Regions from separate parts of the Danio rerio genome. Here all the other regions are linked to region 3. Evidence: chromatin contacts called from public Hi-C and HiChIP or PLAC-seq data. All regions are on one chromosome and are shown on one strand. Each heading gives the region's core, a stretch centred on a gene start, on an enhancer-like site or on the middle of the called end of the contact. The rest is flanking DNA. Distances are from core to core; before and after follow the strand shown.

The links. Hi-C and Micro-C count contacts between places; a contact is called where the count stands out from the background. HiChIP or PLAC-seq counts read pairs in DNA pulled down with a chosen protein or histone mark.
Region 1: a contact with region 3 is called in a Hi-C map of fibroblasts, with 5 times the contacts expected there. The contact joins the promoter of irx3a here to the promoter of irx6a in region 3. A contact is called at or near these places in 7 of 18 Hi-C or Micro-C datasets (caudal fin, embryo, fibroblasts and 1 more) and 2 of 4 datasets of contacts at active chromatin or transcription factors (caudal fin and embryo).
Region 2: a contact with region 3 is called in an H3K4me3 HiChIP or PLAC-seq map of embryo, with 13 times the contacts expected there. The contact joins the promoter of fto here to the promoter of irx6a in region 3. A contact is called at or near these places in 1 of 18 Hi-C or Micro-C datasets (caudal fin) and 1 of 4 datasets of contacts at active chromatin or transcription factors (embryo).

The regions. Positions count from the first base shown.
Region 1 is chr7:36,148,200-36,152,679 of GRCz12tu, forward strand. irx3a (iroquois homeobox 3a) reads left to right here and starts at 2,326. Exons shown (of 4, transcript NM_001320125.1): 1 at 2,326-2,750; 2 at 3,404-4,433. The coding sequence starts at 2,538. The region is part of intron 7 of LOC141375396 (a long non-coding RNA gene); the gene reads left to right. It overlaps LOC141375397 (a long non-coding RNA gene), which reads left to right. Exons shown (of 3, transcript XR_012383392.1): 3 at 412-488.
Region 2 is chr7:36,448,733-36,453,348 of GRCz12tu, forward strand. fto (FTO alpha-ketoglutarate dependent dioxygenase) reads right to left here and starts at 1,612. Exons shown (of 10, transcript XM_001345874.9): 1 at 1,543-1,612. The coding sequence starts at 1,584.
Region 3 is chr7:35,625,137-35,629,791 of GRCz12tu, forward strand. irx6a (iroquois homeobox 6a) reads right to left here and starts at 1,728. Exons shown (of 7, transcript NM_001023575.2): 1 at 1,401-1,728; 2 at 368-631. The coding sequence starts at 1,466. LOC110439935 (a long non-coding RNA gene) reads left to right here and starts at 369. Exons shown (of 2, transcript XR_002459227.2): 1 at 369-715; 2 at 2,327-4,070.

The DNA of each region.
Region 1 (4,480 bases), core at 1,076-3,575, 520 kb after region 3:
AGGCATCTTGTGTATTGCATAAGGAAACGCTTTTGAGCGCAACGTCTCTGCTTGTTTATTTGGATGCGTGTTGGAGAATGCGAAATGGTGTCATCTGCATAATTGCTAGTAAAGGAGTCACAGAAATCATCCCTCAAGTCACACATCCAAGATTGCCCTATTTATACACGTGATATTAGTGCCGAGCTTTGAAATGTTGGTCTGCGTTTAATAAAGTCATGCTAAAAGTAAAAAAAAATTTTAAATATTTATTTATATCAGTTTATATTGGTTTATGGAAATAATAATAATATAGATACAAATTAATTGTGTGGTTTTATTGTTATTATAAAGCAAGAATTATAACTAATAATTATTAGTAGTAGTAGTATAGTTTTATCATGGTTTGTCACTTAATTTGCATCGTTACAGGGGCTTCCAAGAGGTGGGAGAAGAAGGCAGGAAGAAAACCCCGTCCTAATGCTTTTATGGCTGTGCCAGTTTCCTGGGTCAGTGTGAAAGTGTTAAGTTAGTGCATGTGTATTTGATTGGGCCAATAAATCAGAGGCAAACCTTGAGGCCCTGACAGGTCCCGGGATGAGACACGTGTCCATCCGAACTCAGAGCGCTGCAGGGCGGACACCAGCCGCACGCTTATCTTTTCCACCGTGCGTCCTATATGCTTCACCAAATGCGCAATTACTTTGCATCAAAATAACAGCCAATGTGTGTAGGTAAAATCAACGTGAAATATGACTGAAAGGAAAAGCAGACTGCTTGAAACGTAGAGCGTTAGCTGTACTTTGCATTGTCCCAGATGGCGCAGTGCTGTGGGGTCAGCCGGGTGGGCTAAGAGCTCTTGTTAGCTCTGCAGGTCCGTGTGGGTGTTATTGACGGTTATGTAGTTATTACCATGCGCTCTGAATGGCATCAGACTGCTGTTCTAATTAATAACCCCCGTATTCCTGCATTGTTAGACGTCAAAACAGCAGGCACGTGGTAAAGAGAACATGGAAATCTGGGAGTCCCTAAATAAGCGAAGAGCCAATACAAATGCCATTCCAGATATTATGGGATGCCTTAACAATATCTCTTTAAAAGCAGATGGTAGATTTAAGAGGAACATTAAGTTCTTGGAAACCACTTCAGTAAATCCAAACCGAAGTTGATTTGCCCTAATCTTTCATTACTGAATTGAGATTTAGTCATCCTATATTCAAATAAATGAAACTCGTTAAAGCACTAATCGGTGCCGTTGTTTGGAAGACGATTAGCAGACATATGATGACACTAGACTAGAGGCATAATACGATTATGGATGTTTCCTGCATATTTTCATATATTGATTCAAGGAATTTCAATCGTGATCATCGTCCTTGTTTTAATCCGTATTATTTACAGAAGGGTGCGGATTATATCAGATCTTTTCAGTGGATATCTGTCGATCTGTAGAGTAATCCGGTAGGTTAATCGCTTAAAATATGTTTTTTAAGAACAGAAGATTTTACACATGAATGCAATTGAAACATTTGCGATTATAATTTAATACATCAAAAACGCCCAGAAGACTGACAGTTTAACTGTATTACTTACATGACATAATAATAGTAATAGTAATAATAATAGTAATAATAATAATAATAAGAGTAGTAATAATATTAAGTTAAAATGTAAATGCACCACACTAAATTGTAATTTAGTGAATATGTACATAAAAAATAAATGTGCTGCTCTTCAAGCTTTTCGTTTGTTGTCAACTTACTCAGAAGGCGAACGGTAAAATGCCAATGTTTTGATGGTTCACACACTAAAGGCGTCAGAGGACCTCGACTGGCTTGTTCCGTGTAAGATGAACTAAAAACGCTCTTCGTACAGTACAAGGTTTTCCTTCAGTATTTTGTCAGCGCAAACAAAATTCTGTCTGAACTCTCCGATTTACACTTTGAAGTTTTTCGTTTCACATGCATGAAGAAGACGCGACTAAATGAAAAACACTAGATCTCACTAGATCTTAATGACTCAAGAATAAAATATTTACCATTTTGTGGATCAACATTTTTGAGAAGTAACAAAAAAATGGGAAAGGGCTGAAGCCGCGAACAAATAACAAATGAAATGATTGGCGAGCCATAAAATGAGATTTGAAACTCATTCAAATAAGAGATGGCGACGTCAGAGGACTTATCCAGACGGAGAGCAGGAGCGGAGAGAGAGAGAGGGGGAGAGAAAGAGGGAGGGAGGGAGAGAGAGAGAAAGAGAGAGGCTGTGTAAGTGGGGGTGAGACTTGAGAAATAGGAGGAGCTTCTGAACGACTAAAAATGTCAATCACAAAAAGGAGTTCCAATAATCTAAAGCAATCTGTAAGGACCTGACCTTAGTCCATTCAGATCAATAGGGAAGTAAGGGAGGAAAGCGCAATCGGATCGTTTACACTGGCTCTTTCGGAGGAAATATAGACTTCCCTGACACTTTGTACTCACTGTAAAGTGGATATCGTGGTGCGCACCAAGAGGGCGATTCGCCGCTTTTTGTGACTCCAGTAGACTTTCTCCACAACAATGTCTTTCCCACAGCTGGGATATCAGTACATCCGACCCATATACTCGCAGGACAGGCAGGGGATAGGCAGTGCCCGAGCCGGGACAGACCTGAGCCCGTCCGGGGCGCTCTCTAATGTTCTCTCTACTATGTACGGATCACCTTTCGCAGCCGCACAAAGCTATGGAGCTTTTCTTCCTTATTCAAATGATCTGTCCATTTTCAACCAACTGGTGAGTAATCATTTTATTTTCGTGTAATTTTTTAATCTTACTATAATTGCACAAATAAAATTAACTGTTTAAAACATGTTTAACATATATGCCACGGCTTAATACCTAACAAAATCCTTCAATTCGTGTTTCTGTACTAGTCGTTACCGACTGCTTGTTTTGCTAAATGATTGTGAACTTTGCTTTTTTTATGTTTTGTAAAGACAAAAAAGTTTTAAAAAGTTATAAATAATAGCTGTTCAAAACAAAAATAAGCGAAAAGCGTGTTATTGTGATGTTAATGAATTGCAATCAATTAAAATAGCTATACTATTTTATTAGTCTACTTCTTTAGATGTGCATATTAAAATATCATGTGTGTGGTGTGTGTGTGTGTATATACGTGCATTTAATTGTTGATATTTTAATATAGGATATATGCAATATCTTGTCAGTGTGAAATAATTTATATAAATGCATTGACAAGTTATTAAATAATTTAATACAGTTCATAAGCCCAATGTTTTTTATCTATTTTTTTTTCTTTTTAATTGCTCTCATAGAATCAAAATCATTTACAGAATTAACATATTCTTAAACAATACATCCAGGTCAGGCCAATTATAGTGATAGGGAATTGCACTAATGTTGAATCAATGTTCTGTGTTTTTAAGGGAGCACAGTACGAGTTAAAGGACAGCCCGGGCGTCCAGCATCCTGGATTTGCTCATCATCATCCTGCTTTTTATCCATATGGTCAGTACCAGTTCGGAGACCCTTCCAGACCCAAAAATGCCACCAGAGAGAGCACCAGCACGCTTAAGGCCTGGCTAAGCGAGCACCGGAAAAACCCATATCCTACCAAAGGCGAGAAGATCATGCTGGCCATCATCACTAAAATGACCCTCACTCAAGTGTCCACCTGGTTCGCTAATGCCAGGAGGAGGCTAAAGAAGGAGAACAAGATGACCTGGACCCCACGGAGTCGCACGGACGAGGAAGGAAATGTTTACAACAGCGATCACGAGGGGGATGACGGAGACAAACGCGAGGACGAGGAGGAAATCGATTTGGAGAATATCGACACGGAGAATATTGAGAATAAGGACGATTTAGACGAGCAGGACGAACTGCATTCTGATTTGAAACTGGATGGCAGGAGTGACTCAGAAATTTCAGACGGCTATGAGGATTTACAAGGGCCGGAGCAAAGATTGTTCAAAGCGATGGTGAAAGACGGTAAAGAAATTCACGGCGACCGCGCAGAGCACTTTCACCATCACAGTCATCACCATCACCTCCACCACAACAGCTTAGAACAGGCCAACGGCGAACCGGTCAAAATCAACCAGGCCATTATCAACTCTCCGCCCTCAGAAAACAACCCACCTCCGGCTCCAAAACCTAAGATCTGGTCTTTGGCAGAGACCGCCACAACTCCAGACAATCCACGAAAATCTCCTCTGATGAACGGGACTTCCGCTGCGTCGGCCACTCAGACCATCATCACTCCACATAGACTCCTTTCGTGTCCCGTTGGGAAAATCCAGAGCTGGACAAATCGGGGTTTCACCGCACACCAGCTCGCCTTGCTGAACTCTAACCACTACTTAGGACTCAGTAACCAGGCTTCGGCGAATGGCCTTGCCCTGTACAGCAGACAAGCAGAGGACAGGAGTCAAAACTCCGAGTCCACAGTCACAGGTACATGTCACCCACACTGAGAAGCGCAGAGATGTGCAATTATTGCT
Region 2 (4,616 bases), core at 362-2,861, 820 kb after region 3:
ATAATCAACCTTTACTCTGTACATGTAGCATTATTACACGCATCAGCAGCAATATCAGCAGCAGTATTGTTCTCCAGCCTCCAGCGTAGACTGCAACTCTGCTCAAGAAGTTCGGCCAGATGAGAAATGGTCATGCCCAACTGAGCCTGGTTTCTCTGTTTAAGTTTTTTATTTCCCCTTCACTTTCGTCAATTGATGGAGTTTTTTTGTGTTGTAACACCAGATGTTTACAAATCACCACAACACACTACATCAAACAGACTAAAGCAAAGTTGATTTTAAGTAGTCTGAATATGGCATGAACTATGCAAGCAGTACGCTCTCTTGAAATGCAAAACCAACACACTATTATGTGTATTTTGATTTTCAAACAAAAGCATTTTGACTGTAGAGAACATCCGAAATTTACGAATCAACTTCTCAGGAACAGGTATAAATCTTTAAATATGACAGCATGTTAAACCACACACTTCCTCATGGGAATGATTTGTGTAACAGTTGTACAGGACTTTACCCAATAAATAAAAAATTACCCGAAACTGACATAAAATGTAGCAAAAGGTAGTTAACTTTAAAACTTTTACTAATACTAAAAACTTTAAAACTTTTACTAATAAAGAACTCACTTTCGATGTATATTCTGCCCTGCCTGGTTAATTTCTTACCTACTGAGTCTACTTATAATAGGGCTATTTAAAAGCCTGCTTGATTCTGGCTATTGCATCAACATCAATATCGAGGCTTGATAGAATTGATTCTCATGAATGCACAAACTGACTAAATGTATACCTTGAATGGAATGCAACAAGCTGTGTGCTCTTTGTCTAAGGTAGTTATTTGTAAGACCTGCACCATGTAATCAGCCTCTCATTGTTTATGTTGGTATAAAACCAAATAAATGACTGCCTAAACGTTCAGGGTCAAAAAGCTTCAAACCATAATGCTTAACAAAAATGACACACTGAAAAGCAACAAGTTCAGATAAACACAGCTGCACAACAACATCAATCTGTATATGCTAAATTATAAACACAACCGTTTCATTTCCAGCCCAAGCTCATATGTGAATCATGTGTTTAGTCAGAAAACAGGTGTAAACCCAACACATGCGCTTCATTCTGAAATAAACTAGAAACAATGGGTTCAGCAGAGACACCTTCAGAGAGTGACAGACACCTGGACTAGTCTCACATCTCCTCTCGACTTCATTCATTACCACCATCACTGAACACACTGTAACGCCGCCACACAGCCCGTTCAAGCAAAGTCAGAGTGTGGCAGTCATGAGAAAACACTCCCCCTGCGCGGTGCCTTAACACACACTCGCGTGCCGGACGGCTGTGTGCTCAAAGAGGCAAAACTCCTCCGATAAAAGAATGGAAACATTACAGGAGCAAACAGCAGCATCACATGCGCACTTCAAATGAACACACAGCACCAACCAGCGCATGCAATACCGCCGCGGACGCACTGAACGGTGGCTTATAAACTCCACAACTACATGTGCTGCTTGGCGAACTGAGAGAAAACTACAAGCGATACCTTTCTCCTCTTTTCCCTCTCACTGTCATCCGATCTTTTCATGTTCCTGAAGTACTGTTTACGCTGCCTCGGTTTCATAGCGCGCAGCGCTGGGTTATGTAGTCTTGAGAAGTGTGCCGTTTTCTTGTGAAATTATAGTGAGTAGATTTAAATATGAAATAAGCAATGTTTATAATGGTGTATGACACGTGCATGGCAATAAACGGCGTGTTGTTGTTTTATGTCAGCGTCTTGTTCTTTAGGTCCTTCCCAGTATTACGTTAAGAACTACGTTTCCCAGAATCCTTGCGCCAGGAAAGCCACGCTTGAAATTTGAGTCAAACCGGAAGTGGATATAGGTGCTTCTCACTTGTGGTAAAGTGGCGAGTTTGAAATAGTGTGCTCTTGCATTCTTGAAGTCATATTTTTAGCGAATTGAAGGAATTATGTACTAAATATACAGAAAGTGCATATTAATAGCTTATGGAGGTACCCTGCTGTGAGTAATAGAAATGCAGCACATGAAAAGTGCTCAGGTATTATTCTCTTGTCTTTTAGATATACAGTATATAAGCATTTCATGTTATGACATGTTAAAACTATATCATTGCTTTTGTTATTGAGACCAGGCTTTGAAAGTACATCAAGAGTAGGCTATACAAATAAATACATTAGGCCATTTTCACAGATATTTATATATTATGGTAAATATGTTTGTACATGTCAGTGTACTTAAACATTGTTTATATATATATATGTGTGTATATATATATATATATATATATATATATATATATATATATATATATATATTATATAAACACAATTTTTTTTGATAAACACTTAAAATATCTTGGCACAGTAAACATCTCAAACTAAATAATTAAAATAAATCACTGACCTCTGCTGTCTTCGTTACTTTTAAAAACACTTTGGAGATCTTTCTTTTCTTTGTGTATAAAGGCACTGCACTGCTCAGCTCTTAGCATGCTTGGATGTTGGCTTATAAGCGATTTGTTTTTCAGATGTTGAATCGTGGGCTGACCGATAGCTTTTGATGTGGAGATAATGTAACCAGAGCCGGATTAACCAATGGGCATTATGGGCACAGGCTCAGGTACCCGTGCGCACTAGAGGCCCCTGCGAGGGGGAAAAAATTGTCAATTTTGGAGTGTCTGTTTAGGCTAAATGCAATTAGCGCAGCTTGTTGGAGTAAGCTAGTCAAGCAATTCACGCCCATCACCGTTTGATTGACAGAGACAACATAACCACAGACAGCAGCGTGAGTGGCGTCGCTCGTAAAGCGCATGGCAACATGTTTTGACGTGATCGATTATGAACCCGGTTTCGAATCCAGCGTCTTATGAACAAGTTCTTCTTTTTTCCCCCACTACATATCAGATTTTGCCTACTCATTAGGAATCATTAGGAAGACAAGTGGGAATCCTTAAAATATACATTTATTACTGCTTCGGTGAACTTGAACAAGTAAATTAAAATCCATTAATTTTTACTAGTTGTATTAGTATTTTTTTTTATCAAAGTATGCTTTAAATGCTTTAAAAAATAAATTATATCTTTGTGGACATGAAATATATGTACAGCATATCATTTATTTAAAAAATGCGGGCAATACATTATAGATTAATTTTATTTTTAAAAAATTATATTAATCTTATTTTTTAATTCAACTATGATGGTATAAGTGTGCGGCTAGGTAGGGGGCCTTCAAGACATTGTGCCCAGGGGCCTATTATATTATATAAATTCTCTGAATTCTTAATCCAGGCCTGTCTGTAACCCTAAAAAATGTAATGAAATAGTCATAAAAGCTTAAATAAACTGTAGGTACAGTATAACAGAAAATTTTGGCGGTGTGACAGTGGTAAACCTTGAAACTGGTTATCAAGCCATTTAGTGTGTGTATGTGTGTTCAGTAATGTTCAAGAAGAACTCTAAACATTATTGGGACTAGGTTTTGTAAAATTTTGACACTTGATATAAAAAAAGATAATTTAATTTGAACATATGAATCAGATTTCGCCAAAATATATATTTTATATTAAAGGCCCAATTAAAACACACCGTCCTCCTACAATCAGATATAATTATGATTGTCTTGAAGCCAATGTGACCCAGTGATTGCACGTGGGTGCAGTTTGTTTTGACAATGGGCTAATTAACATCAGAGTGTAAATTAATAAGATAAGATTACACCGTAATTAGGTGAAATAATATAGCTGAGTTGAAACAGAGCAGCTTAGCCACTGTTTCTACTCTCCTGAGGTTTAGCCTTGCCTTCAGTGAATGGAAATCAGAAACAGAGCTTTGCAGCTCCTACAAAAATAGTCACCGTGCTTTGAGCATATTCCAAAAAGTCAGCCTTGCCAGGTCTCCTACAACCTCCTCTCCAGCTTTTGCCCAGGTGCTGTACAGCTGAAGACAGAAGGGCCCCAAAGCAGGATATTCTATTTTCCAAAAACACCACTTTGAGCTGTAATAGAATATGTAGCAGCATTTGTGTATGACATGGACATAACCCCCTCTGAGCGTCTGAGGTCAACAGATATCTCGTAATGCATGTGAAGCGGTGTTGAAAAGCGCTCCGCTGGTTCCCAGTTTCAGCCGAGGACAAAAGGACCGGCTCTGTGAAAGATATACAGGCACGAGCCCCGCGGAGGGCCAGGGGGGTATTAAAAGGTTTCGAAACACCTGCTATGTATTAGCATTACAGACTTTGATCAGTGTCTTCATTAGACTTCTTTGTAATCTCTCTTCTTTTATGATAGGGCCGACCGAGGCGAGCCTGGTACGCAGATTGAACACATGTGTTTTCTTCACCTGTCTTGTAAAAAGCTCAAAGCGCTCATACTTTCAAAGATTTCAGTATCTCTGTCATCTTGTTGCAATAAACACGAGGGCTCTTTTGATTCCTATTTATAACCTACATTTCCGCCCTTCTCTTTTAGCTTCGGAGGGAAATATGTGTTTGAAAAATACCTTGAGCAAAAGTGGCTCCATATGGATATAAGAGTATAAGCACATGTGTCTACGGGGGATTCTTTTGTAAGCTAATGGAACGGAAATTATTATTC
Region 3 (4,655 bases), core at 478-2,977:
TTTAGCATCTGATATTTCAGTTATATGTTACTGAGACAGTGCTTGCTGATAAACATTTATTATTCACAGTGTTAACAGTTTTATCTCTTTACTCCATAAACCTATTTTTTTCAATATTTTTATGATAAATCGCACATTTCTGTCTATTTATTGTCCATTAAACCAAGTAGGCCCTGTTTATAGCAAGCAGGCGTCATGCAATGTTGCTTCATTCTGTTCATTTCTTCTGATTATTCAGTTATTTCACCAGAGTGCTAGACAGCTTGATCCTCTTACCAAGCCAAAATAATCAATAACAAGCCGTGACATGAATGAGACAATCGATTGAACGGAGGACCCGCTTTATCTGGTGAAGTGCTGCACGTACCAGGCTGGAGTAGATGGCGGAGGGGTCGGCGCTATACGGAAAGTAGTTGGCGTAGTTCTGCCCGGCTGCGGCCGCTGCTGCTGCGTAAGGGGAGCCGTACATCCCGAGCGCGGCGTTGAGCTCCGTCCGTGTACTCGCCAGCAGCCGGTTCTCATAGGAGGGACAGCAGAAGGAGGCTGCGGTCTGCGATGCGCTCGATCCTTCTGTCACCGACCTGGATATCGAATCGCAGCAAGTCGTACTGGGGGTTGCCGACACGAAAAACTGCATGAAGAAAATTGTGGATAAACATGACTTTTTTATTTGCGTTTCAAAGCAGGCGTTTCCGTAGTTTGAAAAAGAATTAAGGTAAGATGGAGCTGCTCTGTGGTAAAGCAGCTCTTTTTCTTTGGAGACCGATTGCAATTATTTTCATTCATTCGTTTTATTCATAAAGATAATCCTATAGTTTAACTGAATTGAGACTTTGTGTAAATGACTTAAAAATAAAAAGGCAAAGGGTTTGTCTTACTTAATTTTTCAAAAAGTGATTTTGTCAAAGCTGAAAGTAAACTTTCTAAGTTTTGCCTCAGGACAGGAGAAGTTAAGTGAGCGCGGCTTATTTTGACAATTAAACAATCTGTCGACTTTAAATAAAACTTGAGTTTGACTTAAGTCATGTTGTCGAAATTATCTATGTTATCAGTAAATCTGTAATTAGTTTATACACAGAGACGGCAAAGGCTACCGGCAAAGGGAGGAGTCTCGCTCTCACTAAACAATTACACCGTAAAGGTAATTTACACGTTTACAACAACACGTGAGGTCATTTATAATTCAAATAACCCATTACTATAAATATTGACAAACCCACGATAACGTCTAACTTTAGTTTAGGACTTACTTAGTGACAGAACAATCTGCTGCTACCTAGTGTTAGTTCCTGAGATCCAGGGAGTATGACAGAATGTGGAAAAAGAAAACAAAACGCACACAACGATGTACACGCTTAATAGCCATCTACATTAAAAAAATATATAATTTGCATGCTTACCTGAGAAGTTGCATTGTAAGGATATCCAAACTGAGAGAAGGACATAGCTGCTTCTTTTGTTACCATAAGCAATATTCTTCTCCTGCTGATCGATTGAAACCAAATCTACTTCAAATCCACCGTCTTACACACATTTCCACACTCGGCCTTTCGCTCAATAATAGATGACTGCACTTAACTGGGAAGCACTGAGGATGTTTACGCCAGCCCTAGTTTTATATGTATAGATAATCCCCTTAAGGAAATGAGAAATTAGAGTTAAGCTTCATCAAGTACAAAAATATTGTTGTTAAACAGCTGTAGAAAGCTTAAAGGATAACGTAAGACTTGCAAGATATGAACTTGTGGTTGTGCTATTATTTGTGCCTCTATAGTTCTTTAGAATTCATCCATGCACGGGTATCAGTGTGACGTCATTCTAATCCCGGGACGGCGAGGATAGAATGATGTGTTTGCCAATCACGTCATGCTTCGCGCTTTTCTTGAGGTGTGTTTTGCACACCCCTGTCCCCTGTTTTCCCCCTTTCTGTTCTTTTCTAACATTAGTGTATTATTAGACTTAGAGCCCTTAAAAGTATTTCAAACAGCCACTGAATAAATATAAAAAATAATTTTGAAAAAAAAATTATGTAATTCATATATATCACTTTCACAATAATACAAAAATAAATCAGCTTTTTTTAAAACAATATTTTGCATATTAATATAAAAACAGCATTTAATGCCAGATATTGTTTTATTATCCGTGACTATGCCATGTGTCAATATTTAGGTTTATCATGTAAATTATTTTAAGGTTAAGATAATATATTACCGTTTTAGACCGAATTATACTTTTTAAATTAATCTATTTTCTTTAAATATATATGATCTAATAATATTAGTAGCCTATATGTTCCCGATTTTCTTATTATTATACATTTCAGACACTGTCCCGCTGATGCGCAAATGAACTGAAGAGGAATCTACAGGACCCTTGCTCGCATCTGTCTGGCCGATCAGAGGTCCGACCTGATGTTAATTGCGATGATGTTTCCATCTCTCTCTATTAGAGAGAGGGCCAGTCCCGGCAGACGTGAAGAGAACCTCTGGCAGGTCAACAGAAAACTGATTGATGCGTATCTCGGGACCTACGCGACCATTACGAGAAATGCGTAATTGCATCAATTAACAAATGGATATGGCCTTGTTTAACCAGCGAGTTACACCGTGAAAATATGCCTTTGAGGTGAAATTAGACGATCAGAATGGAACTGAGAGAGAGAGAGAGAGAGAGAGAGAGAGAGAGAGAGAGAGAGAGAGAGAGAGAAATTAGCTGAATCTCTCAAGTCTAATTATACGGTAGTGGGAGGCGACGGGAACAGCATTCTAATTGAAGGATGCGTACTTGAAAGGGATGGTAGAAATATCGCTCCCTCACGCGGAATAAGTCTGGATAAAGGGTAACACATGCAGTTTTATTAAATGTTTTAGACAATATAATTAGAAGACCCCATTTACTCTCCCTCTCTCTCTTTCTCTCCCTTGGTTTCTATTGTTTTTTTTTTATTTTAAGCTAATGACATTGCATCATTGTATAGACACCACCTACCCAAGACAAACATGTTTTAATACTATAGATTTAGTTTATACCATTATTTTATTGCCGTTAGAGCCTAAGAAAGTTTTGCTTGTTGATCTGAAATGTCTAGGACACGTGGTCCTACAGTCAAGACACACTTATCTAAAGTACTCATCTAAAGGTTTAACTTCATTGTGAAGTATTGTTATATAATTAAGTCTATATGTGACTTAAAAGAGCTGAATGGCTGTCCTCGCGCATCATCATCGTTCACGAGCAGCAGAGCAGCAGTGCTTGCGCGGTCGCTTCCAAACGCGTGGAAATCCGTGACCATTTGATCGTTTTCACTGATAATATGAGAGGCATAGTTCAGTGACCCTGCTTTGAAAGGACGAGAGTCCTGTCCCAGATGATCTCTTTGCTATTACAGGCTCACTCTTCGAGAGGCGCCAGAGAGCTGCGAGTAAGTGAACGGCGCCGATGGAGCAGGTAAACCGTAATGACGAGAGTGTTCAGGCCCATCAAGAGTCGCGTTCAGTTCAGGTCACCGCCGTCCCTGTATGTTCTGTGGCGAGTGTGTTACAAAGAAAACAGGGAAAATACAGATGTTTTGCTTATGAGCTATTTTATTTATCTGAAGGAAGTCAATTAAACTGGCTATTTGCCCCAAAATAAAACTTTAGTCATTTACTTATAATCATGTCGTTCCAAACCGTTTGACTGTATTTTTGTATCGCGAACAGCTAAAGACTGTTTTGAAAAACTTTTGTCAAAATATATCCCACAGAAGATTTGCTTTAAAAAAAATGAATATTTTGTGTAATTTTTTCCTGTGAGTTATCCCATGCCATTAATTTGCATTTAAGCTACTCTTTGTTCCTGCCATATATTGTCTTACTTCATAAACTCTACAATGAAAAAATAGAAGGATAACACAATGCAATTTTATAGACTATAACACATTTTGACAAAGTGTTGACTAAACAAATTGACCCTATTAAATTGTGACAGTCAGTCTGTCTGTCTATTCGTCCGTTCTTCCGTTTGTCTGTCTGTCTTGACTAGATATTTGAATCTAAAACTCAAATCTAATAAATCTATTAAATCCACTAAGTTGCTTTTCAAGTAAGCTTATAATTATTTTTCCATTATTGCACATTCAAAACCTTAAATATGTAAGTTAGACCCCAAGTGTCAATCAAGGTGGAAAATATTGAGGATTTTCACAATTCAATAATCCGCGCTTATTTATATATAGATCACTTATTGTAGTGACTTTCCAACAAATCTCTCATGTTACAAGCACAATCAGAGATAGAAGAATCAAAAGGAAGGTCAGACTCTCCTATGTGATAGTTTACTGTAGTTTCTCGAAAGCCTTTTGCAAGGGCACACATGATAGCCCAAGTGCATACGGGCAGCCTCATCCATAATGCATGTGGAGCAGCTCCTGATGATCAGTACTTGGGGTGGAGGGGCTCGTAAGTTAAATCAACCTTAATTGAAGAGGTAGAACACATTGACCAATCCTTACGCCTATCACTTTTCATCCTATTTTTGATCTTAAAAGCAGTTTTTTTTAGTGTGATACACTTTAAAAAAATGCTGGGTTATTTCCACTCTAGGTTTGTGCATATTTTCCACAAATATGAGTATGGGTTGTTGTAAATGGAGCTTTTTCATAATTTCTTCAA